2 separate regions of the Callithrix jacchus genome follow, and region 1 is linked to region 2. Evidence: chromatin contacts called from public Hi-C data. All regions are on one chromosome and are shown on one strand. The core of a region is the stretch at or near the end of the contact, and the rest is flanking DNA. Distances in the headings are between cores, read along the strand shown.

The links. Hi-C and Micro-C count contacts between places; a contact is called where the count stands out from the background.
Region 1: a contact with region 2 is called in a Hi-C map of skeletal muscle, with 3 times the contacts expected there. The contact joins the enhancer-like site here to the promoter of PPP1R12B in region 2. A contact is called at or near these places in 2 of 3 Hi-C or Micro-C datasets (induced pluripotent stem cells and skeletal muscle).

Annotation. Positions count from the first base shown.
Region 1 is chr19:29,474,293-29,479,622 of calJac240_pri, forward strand. It overlaps PPP1R12B (protein phosphatase 1 regulatory subunit 12B), which reads left to right. Exons shown (of 23, transcript XR_013529815.1): 13 at 3,123-3,305. Among named protein-coding and RNA genes, the nearest start is that of PPP1R12B, 99 kb to the left of the region's middle. Within about 2 kb of position 3,204, at least 1 of the 16 cell types and tissues checked has an H3K27ac peak or open chromatin away from gene starts, as enhancers often do. A contact at or near this core is called in skeletal muscle, where this site is marked.
Region 2 is chr19:29,374,193-29,379,324 of calJac240_pri, forward strand. PPP1R12B (protein phosphatase 1 regulatory subunit 12B) reads left to right here and starts at 3,684. Exons shown (of 23, transcript XR_013529815.1): 1 at 3,684-4,121.

The DNA.
Region 1 (5,330 bases), core at 1,954-4,453, 100 kb after region 2:
TATATTATTATATATGTAATTATATATGTAATTATATATATTACAAGTCTCATAATTATATATATTATAACAAGTCTCATAATTATATATATATATATATTACTATAACTATTAAGAGCTGCAACTGGGCTGGACACGGTGGCTCATGCCTGTAATCCCAGCACTTTGGGAGGCCAAGGTGGGTGGATCACAAGGTCAGGAGTTCAAGACCAGTCTGGCTAATATGGTGAAACCCTGCCTCTATTAAAAATACAAAAAAATTGGCCGGGCACAATGGCAGGTGCCTGTAATCCCAGCTACTCAGGAGGCTGAGGCAGGAGAATCGCTTGAACCCGGGAGGCAGAGGTTGCAGTGAGCCGAGATTGCGTCACTGCACTCCAGCCTGGAAGACAGAGTGAAACTCTGGGGGAAAAAAGATGCAACTGAGAGAAAACAATTCCAGCTGCCATTTGTTGGACCCTATTATGTGACAGGCATTTGGTTAGGTATTATATAAAAATTATATTGGGGTTTAGTTTGCTCACATGTAATGATAAATCTAAATAGTAGTGGCTTAAATAAGTTAAAGGGTTTTTTTTTTTTTTTTGCACTTAAGAAAATCCAGAAATATGCAGAGCTGGCTCAGTAGCTCCACAGTCATTAAAGGATCCAGGTTCCTTCTGCTCCACAGGTCTTGCATCATGGCTGTCATTTCCATGGGTTGCCCCATGGTCCGGAATAACTCCTGGAGCTCTAGCCATCATGGCTTTACTCTAAGGAAGAAGAAGGAAAGGGGGAAGCAGATAAAAGAATGCTGCTGAACTGAGAAATTTCCCAGTAGTAGTAGTTGCCTGCATATGTCTCATTGGATACCTCTAGTGGCCAGGAGACTGAGAAGTATGGGTTTTATTTGTTTTTGTGTTTTGTGTTTTTTTTTACTTTTAAGACAGAGTTTCACTCTTGTTGCCCAAGCTGGAGTGTAGTGGCGGATCTTGGCTCAGTGCAGCCTCTGCCTCTCAGGTTCAAGTGATTCTTCTGCCTCAGCCACCTGAGTACCTGGGATTACAGGCCCGTGCCACCATCCCAGCTACTTTTTGTATTTTTAGTAGAGACAGGGTTTCTCCATGTCGGTTAGGCTGGTCTCGAACTCCCAACCTCAGGTGACCCGCCCACCTCGGCCTCCCAGAGTGCTGGGATTATAGGTGTGAGCCACCACACCCAGCCAAGAAGTGTGGATTTTTAACTGGGTATATTGCTGCCCTCAATAATATAGGCATTCAGTTCATAAAGAAGATGGACAATGGATATGGGTTAGACAACTAGTTGTCTCACTCATACATATATCATTTATTGTCTTATAATAAGCCCCCTATTATATGAAATATTATTTTATAGATGAGGAAACTCAGACCAAAAGGTTAATCATTTGCCAAAGGTCACACAGCTAAGTGAGGAACTGAGGTAGGATTTGAACCTAGATTTGTCCATTTCAAAACTCTTACCTATTTTGTCACTGTTTGTTTCTGCTGAGTTTATCTTTTATTCCAGGCATTATTTCAGGTGTTCTACAGACATTCTTTAATCATTACAAGAACCCTGTATTTTAAGGTGCCATTATCTCTACTTTATCAATGAAGAAGAGATCAGAGAAGGTACATGAGCTTACATGTAGCCCCAAGTATTTCCCAAGCCCATATTTATTCTACTCCATTGTATATCCTCTAATCTCTGCTCTAGGACTGTTCTTATTCTAACAATCTACTTATAAAATTACACAGCATATTAAAGTAATAGTAAAAGTCTTACTATGTAATTTAATAAAATTAAATCCTGGGCATTTCAACAGCATAAGAAATTACAGTGAGACCAAATATGTTATTAACCTAAAAAGAACTTCAGGTAAGGTTGGGTCAAGTGTAATTTTTTATAGCTGTGTGTCTAGCTAACTTATCAGTACTTCCTATAGACTCATATCTGGTAAGTCTGAGGAATTTTTTGCCTTCACTTTTTTTATTTAAAAAATGACTAAAAAAATAAAATGACTATAAAATTTCACCTTTTTTCTTAGTTATTAATTGCTTCTGTAGAAGTAGCTTGTGTTTTTTAGATTCTACCTCTATCTTTTAAAATATTCTGTTTTTATATTTGTATCTAGGTACCATATTTAGGTTTTTATATTTTGATTATTTTTTTTCAAGCTTGTAATGTGATTATTTGGAAGTAAGCTTAGAGCTACCTATGAACATTTCACAGGTAATAATTGTGAGTAGGTGAAAAAAATAGATTTTTAATATTTGTGCTTTTCATTGCTTTCTCCATCTCTATATCAATTTTGGATCTCTGTTACCCCAGCAACAGCTGTGACATCACAAATGATAGCTTTTTGGGTGGAGAGCCAATGGTTGCTCCCAACTCTTTGTTAAGAAATAAAGATCTTGTTTTCATGTAAATGAGTTTAATTATACAGCTTGCTGTTGAAAAGTCTGTAGTTAAGGTTACTTACAGAATCCGATTTGGTTTTTGTTTCAATTTCTCACTTTTGCAATTATGAATTTAGACAATTAGGCATTTGGTTAAATGGAAAGAAAGAACAGTTGCTAAACTAGGTGAGGGAGAACTAAGCATACCCAGGTTTTAGAGTATCAGTTGTCTCTGGATAATTCAAGAAGATGGTCATCAAATCTAGGCTGAGGACTACCACAAAGGCTCCCACTGCCAAGAATTAAGGAACAGGTGGAGACTAATATCGTAAGTGACTTCAGTGTCTTTTTCTTGTGTAGAGAGGCCCTGTCTTCGTGTGCATGTGTGGAGACCAGACGCTACTGGGGAGTCATTTAAAGCACTCTTGCATATGTCACTATCTCGCCTTGTGTCATAGCTAATGATTTTTGTTAAAATAAAATCTCAGGCACACACGTACACATACAAGTCTCATAAAATGTAACTCCTCAGGCAAAGGATGTCAGACTAAATGTGTAATTATGCTATTCCAAGCTGTAAGAGCTCAAAATTTAAAAACCAAAAAACAAAATCAGAGCAAGATTTCCTATCCGAACCTCTCTTTAATCCTGTCTCTGTGCCAGTGCTTTGTTGTATAGCATGACTTACCATTTCCTTTCTGCTTGTATCTTTTTTGATTTCAGGATTCCTCACAAATCCCAGGCTGACTCCACAGCAGAGAAAACAGCAGACAATGTCTCTTCTAGCACCCCGCTTTGTGTGATCACCAATCACCCTCTACCAAGCACTGCCAATGGGGTTACAACTACTCCTGTGCTCTCCATTACTGGAACAGACTCCTCTGTGGAAGCCAGGGAGAAGAGGAGGTATGTTGGGTTACTGATTTCATTTGTGGGGCTCTGCTTTGAGGTAGAAGATAAAGGAATGGGCATAAAGTGTTTTTCCCAATTTCAAATACATTTATGAAAATATATATTTATATTATGTTCTGTCTTTTGCCTCTGAGCAATTGGTTTTTGGTGGAGACCTCAATTGTTTCTGATTATTTACATAGACACTTATGCCGCTATGGATTTAGGCATATCTTTTTTTGTTTGTCTTGTGATAGAAACAGTTGTTAGGCATTATTTCTCCATTTTGTAATGGAGAACCTGTGAAGCACAGAGAAGGGTCTTTTGTTTTGTTATGGATAGTCTATGTTGATTTCTCTGGCAGCAAAGAAAGGTAACAGTATGACACAAGGCTCAAGGAAATAGAAGGATATAAAGTTTTGATTAATTTGAGTGGAATACCAGAAAAGGAAATGAATAGTATGTGATGATATGGTAAAAGAATAGTGACTAGTTATTCTGTAATTTCTTTAGAGAGGAGGTATGAGAGAACATTGTGAATTGACATAAAAGAGATGTAAGGTGGAAGCTATGAAAAACTTTTTGATTGTCAGGGTTAAGAGAAACCTTGGAAAATGTGACCAAGCAACAATGGGCTCTTTTCTCCTACTTGAGGAAGTATTAAAAAATAGAATGTACTCCATTTGGAAGTGTCAAATGTACTTAAAAACTAAGGCTATAGTTATCCCTTGTTAAGATTAGACTAGGTGAGGCCGGGCGCAGTGGCTCAAGCCTGTAATCCCAGCACTTTGGGAGGCCGAGGCAGGTGGATCATGAGGTCAAGAGATCAAGACCATCCTGGTCAACATGGTGAAACCCCATCTCTACTAAAAATATAAAAAATTAGCTGGGCATGGTGGCGTGTGCCTGTAGTCCCAGCTACTCAGGAAGCTGAGGCAGGAGAATTTCCCGAACCCAGGAGGCGGAGGTTGCAGTGAGCCGGGATTACACCATTGCACTCCGGCCTGGGTAAGCGAAACTCCATCTCAAAAAAAAAAAAAAAAAAAAAGATTAGACCAGGTGAAATCTTACCAAAATTTAGATTTCAGTTTGACTTCATATTATTTTGAATATCCAAAGGAAGGCACTTTAATATTTTGTGTGTATTAAGAGATTGTCTTTTTTCCAATGTATGTTCTTGGCACCTTTGTCAAAAATGAATTCACTGTAGATGTATGGATTTATTTCTGATTTCTTTACTCTGTTCCATTGGTCTATGTGTCTGTTTTTATGTCAGTACTATGTTGCTTTGGTTATAATAGCTTTGTAGTATAATTTGAAGTCAGGTAATGTTATTCTTTTGTTCTTTTTGCTTAGGGCGGCTTCACTATTCTGAGTCTTCTGTGGTTCCATATGAATTTTAGGATTATTTTCTCTATTTCTGTGAAGAATATTGTTGGTATTTTGATAGGGATTGCATTTAATCTGTAGATTGCTTTGGGTAGTATGGACATTTTAACAATATTGATTCTTCCAGTCCATGAACATGGAATGTCCTTTTTTTGTGTGCTGTTTAGTTTCTTATGTCAGTGTTTTGTAGTTTTTATTGTAAAGATCTTTTAGTTCTTTGATTAATTCCTAGGTATTTTGTTTTATTTGTAACTATTGTAAATGGGTTTACTTTCTTGATTTCTTTTTCAGGTTGTTCACTGTTGGCAGATAAAAATGCTACTGACTTTTGTGTGTTGATTTTGAATTTTGCAACTTTACTGAATTTTTCAGTTCTAATCGTTTTTTGGTCAAGTCTTTAGGTTTTTCCAAATGTAACATGATATCATCTGCAAACAAGGGTAATTTGACTTCTTCCTTTCCAATTTGGGTGTCACTTATTATTTTCTCTCTCTCTCTTTTTTTTTTTTAGATAGAGATGGGATTTCACTGTGTTGCCCAAGCTGGTCTCAAACTCCTGGGCTCAATCCATTTTCCCACCTCGGCCTTCCAAAATGCTAGGATTACAGGCATGAGCCACTGTGCTCGGCCTATTACTTTATTTTGTCTGAT
Region 2 (5,132 bases), core at 2,434-4,933:
CTGGCGGCATGTGCCTATAGTCTCAGCTACTCAGGAGGTAGAGGGAGGAGGATTGCTTGAGTCTAAGAGTTTGAGCCTGCAGTGAGTTATGTTGGCACTATTGCACTCTAGCCTGGATGACTCTGTCTCCAAAAAACAGAATGAAATTTAAGCTTATATCTCTTGGGAAAGTAAGGATTTAACTTGGAGTGGGTCAATTTTGGCTTATTTAAAGAATTGGAATCAGGTATTTTTTGCTCCCTAATTCTGAATACAAAAAGAATGCAGCCAAAAAAAAATTATTGATCCCTGAAAAACTGACTCCAGTTTAAAAATCCTTATTAGAAGACCAGTATGCCAGTAAAACTATCTTATATATAACTTTCTGTTTTACTGGCATACTGATCTTCTAATAAGGGTTATCTATCTACTGAGCAGCTATCATATACCAGAAACATAATACTGAAATGACCTATGAATATTCTTACCTATTTGATTTAATATCAATTTTTCTTTTATTCTTTTTTTTTTTTTTTTTTTTTTTTGAGATGGAGTTTTGCTGTTGTTACCCAGACTGGAGTGCAATGGCACAATCTCAGCTCACCGCCACCTCCGCCTTCTGGGTTCAAGCAATTCCCCTGCCTCGGCGTCCTGAGTAGCTGGGACTACAGGCGCGCACCACCACGCCCAGCTAATTTTTGTATTTTTAGTAAAGACGGGGTTTCACCTTGTTGACCAGCATGGTCTCGATCTCTTGACCTTGTGATCCACCCGCCTCAGCCTCCCAAAGTGCTGGGATTATAGGCATGAGCCACCATGCCTGGCCTTTTATTTTATTCTTAAGGGAGAGTTCTATTTGGGAGCTTGTGGGCAGTATTAATTATCAGCAAGAGGCTGAATTGGAATAAGAGGAGGTCCCATTGTGACATGTTACAAAGTAACTCTCATGATATATATATATATATATATATATTTTTTTTTTTTTTTTTTTTTTAAGGCAGAGTTTTGCTGTGTCAGGCTGAAATGCAGTGGCATGATCTTTGCTCATTGCAGTCTCTGCCTCCTGGGCTCAAGCAATTGTCCTGACTCAGCCTCCCGTGTAGTTGAGATTACAGGCACCCACCACTACGCCCAGCTAATTTTTGTATTTTTAGTAGAGATGGGGTTTCACCATGTTGGCCAGGCTGGTCTCGAACTCCTGACCTCAAGTGATCTGCCCACTTTGGCCTCCCAAAGTGCTGGGATTACAGGCATAAGCCACCACGTCTGGCCAAAAATTTTTAATTGCAGTAAATAATGAGACATGACAAGTTCTATGGTAACCATGAATAAATACATGTAGTAAGGAAAATGAGGTTACATAATATATACATTATTATACCTTGATTATCTTTGTGTACATTGTTATTCATAGTACACAGATGTGACATGAGGCTTAATTAGTATTTATAATGTATTTAAGAATACCCAACTAAATCATATGGCAGGTAGACACAGTATTATTATTATTATTATTTTATTGATACAGAGTCTCGCTCTTTTGCCACGCTGGAGTGCAGTGGCACAATCTTGTCTCGCTGCAACCTCCACTTCCTGGGTTCACGCGATTTCCCTGCCTCAGCCTCCCAAGTAAGTGGAACTACAAGCATTTGCCACCATGCCCAGCTAATTTTGTTTTCTGTATTTTAGCAGGGATGGATTTTCACCATCTTGGCCAGGATGGTCTTGATCTCCTGACATCATGATCTGCCCACCACAGCCTCCCAAAGTGCTGAGATTACAGGCGTGAGCCACCACGCCCAGCCAACACAATATTATTAAACATAATTTTTACATTTATATGTAACTTTTCATTTGAGGCTTTCAATTTAATAATTAATTGTTTCCTTAATATGTGATTTACACTTCATTTCAGGGGAAATTGGGGAAATTGAGGAACAGGCAAACTTTCACATGACAGAATATAATAAAGTTCCCCTTTACAATACCCCAATCATTTTGCAACATTTTTTAATGAAAAATTTTAAACATACAGAAAAGTTTAAATAATAATTGTATATGTACTCTTTCATTATGGGTAACATATTTAATTATACTATGTTCAGGGCTAGAGCACTGGAGGTTATGGTTATTAAATCAGTCCGACTGGCTGGATGCAGTGGCTCATGCCTATAATCCCAACACTTTGGGAGACTGAGGTGGGTAGATCTCTTGAGCCCAGGAGCTCATGACTATCCTGGGCAACATGGCAAAACTGTCTCTACAAAAAATACAAAAGTTAGCCAGGTGTAGTGGCACAGGCCTATAGTCTCAGCCAGCTACTTGGGGGCTGAGGTGGGAGGATGGCTTGAGCCTGTGAAGTTGAGGCTGCAGTGATCCATGAGCATGCCACTGCCCGCCACCCTGGGTGACAGAGTAAGACCCTGTCTTAAACAAAATAACCAGACAGATATATGTTTTATAACCCAGTCTTGGTGAATATAAAAATGTCCTATTTGCTACCTTAGGAATTTAGTATGTTTGATAGTATCTTTCTCTAGCTTTGAAAAAAATATCATGGGCCAGGTACAGTGGCTTAGGGCTGTAATCCCACCACTTTGAGAGGTTGAGGCAGGAGGATTGCTTGTGTCCAGGAGTTCCAGACCAGCCTGGGCAACATGGTGAGACCCTAACTCTACAAAAAAATTAAAAAATAATGGGTGTGGGGGTGGGCGCCTGTAGTCCTAGCTACTCAGAAGGCTGAGGTGGGAGGATCGATTGAGCTCAGGAGGTTGAGTCTGCAGTGAGCCATGATGTGCCATTGCACTCAGCCTGAGTGAGACTGAGACTATCTCAAAAGAAAATAAATTTAATAAAAATCATGGAAGACAAGACATCTGTCTTGTAGGAATTTAAGATATATGAAAAGATTAGAAGAGGTGGAGGGAGAGATAAGAGAAATTATTTATTGGGATCCAATATGTGCCAAAGATAGTACTAGGCATCCTTGCATGTTTTATTTCATTTGATCCACACGACTACCCTGTGAGATATTATTCTCATTTACACATAAGAAAACTGGCTCAGAGAAGTCAAGTAATTTGTCTACGGCTGTGAATTCAATTTAAATTCAAAGCTTAAGCTCTTTTCACTACTTCTGAATGCATCGTTTTCAAGATCTTTTCTGGGCCTAAAATAAGTGTCCATGCTGACAGTATTTATGGAAAACATGTAATACTGTGTACGTATGCTCCTCCTCCCCACACACATTCACATTTACTGTGATTAATGTTAACAAAACTCTAGAATTAGAACTAGGACATAGATTCCAGTCATTTAGGAACTTAATGTTTAGTTCTCCCCTTCAGGAAATAGGCATAATTACCGCCCCTTTTCCACTCCAAAGGATTGATGAGAAAATTAGGGAGCTAAGATTAGTTACTAGTCGTAACAAGAAAAACTACAACTCCCAAAATGCCCAAAGGAAGAGGCAGATGCCAATCCAGGAGACAGTTCCAGCTTTAGGGCAAAGGTGACCCCGCTGGGTCCGGTGGCTAAAGAGAGAGCCGCCGGTCCTCGCCTCTTTTCTGATGCATCCAGGGATTTGTAGTTCCCTTACCGCCATCAAGTGCCCTTAGGGCAGGCCTCTTTACTACAAGTCCCGTGATGACCCGAGCCCGGGCAGGGCCTGCGTATTGAAGCCTAGGGAGCGTGCGGGCGGTGCTAGTGGCGGGAGGAGTAAAGATGGCGGCGCGTGGGTCTCCGCCCTCTGCTCCCGGCTGAAGCGCTCTGAGGGAGGTGGCAGCGGCAACCCAAGCCTCAGCAGTAATTTAGTGTTGGTAGTTTTGGCAGCAGCTGCCGAAGCCTCAGCAATGGCGGAGCTGGAGCATATAGGAGGGAAACGGGCAGAGTCGGCGCGAATGCGGCGGGCAGAGCAGCTTCGGCGCTGGCGGGGCTCACTGACAGAGCAGGAGCCTGCGGAGCGAAGAGGCACGGGGCGGCAGCCGCTGACCAGGCGCGGGAGCCCCAGGGTCCGCTTCGAAGACGGTGCTGTCTTCCTGGCCGCCTGTTCTAGCGGGGACACCGACGAGGTGAAAAAGCTTCTGGCAAGAGGTGCCGATATCAACACTGTCAACGTGGACGGCTTGACAGCCCTGCACCAGGTAACTCCTTTCTCGGTCTTAGAGGCGTCCAGTCTCCTACGGATGAGCCTTTGACTCTGCGAGCTGTCTCTTGGGGAGTATCAGTGTTGCCGCCGAGTCTTCCTGCACGGACACTACCCTTTTGGGCTAGTCGGTTTCATCTTGGCCAGCTTCCTCCACTAATCAAGTCTTTTTCCGACACCAGGTTCTCTACCTTTAGGAATAGTGTCACCCCGCTGCCTGGTCAGTGTTTGTATTTCCCTCCACCTACTTGTGTTGTCATGGTTACCGATGATCTTGTCCCTGCTTCTATCCCTATAGATTAGTTATCTTCACTTATGTCTGGTTGGCGTGCTTGCACACCGTGTCATTCATAGGCACAGTGTCATCGGTCTGATGCCCTTTCAGAAAATTCTGTTTTGTTGTGTGTCCCCATTATAGAATATCTTAGATCACTTAGAGTAAAGCCTTATACTGGGTAAAGACAATCAGATCTCAAACTACTCTTTGTTTTGTTGATTTGTAGTACTTCAAAACAGTTTGTGTCGCCTCTAAGCTATAGCTCCTAGAACACCCGACCTCGTTGTTACAGGTATCTTAACTTTCTTCTCAGCAGTGCTACCTCCCTGAGAGCGTCCTGTGGAGAACTAAGTTATTGAATTACTTCTGTTTGATACTTATGGAATAGCCTTTCTATTCATTTTTTTCTAAAGTGCTCTATAGAAATCCCATGCCCTATACATAGCTTTACTGTATAGATTGTGGATGATCTGTGTTTGGTAACACCTTTACTTCTATCACCTAATGCAACAGTATTCTCTATCTACTGACTGTCATGACTAAGGACACCCTTTCTCCTCGAATGGAAGTTCATCAGTTATTTTGGTGAGCTGAGAGCCAGACACCCACTCTTAATCTTTCTTATTTTTCTTCTTCTGCCGTCTGTGCAAAGTGGATGTTGGCATGAGAATCCCCTTTTAAATAATAACTTTATCTCAGACCTCTTTCCTAAATATATTTAGTCAGTAGCTT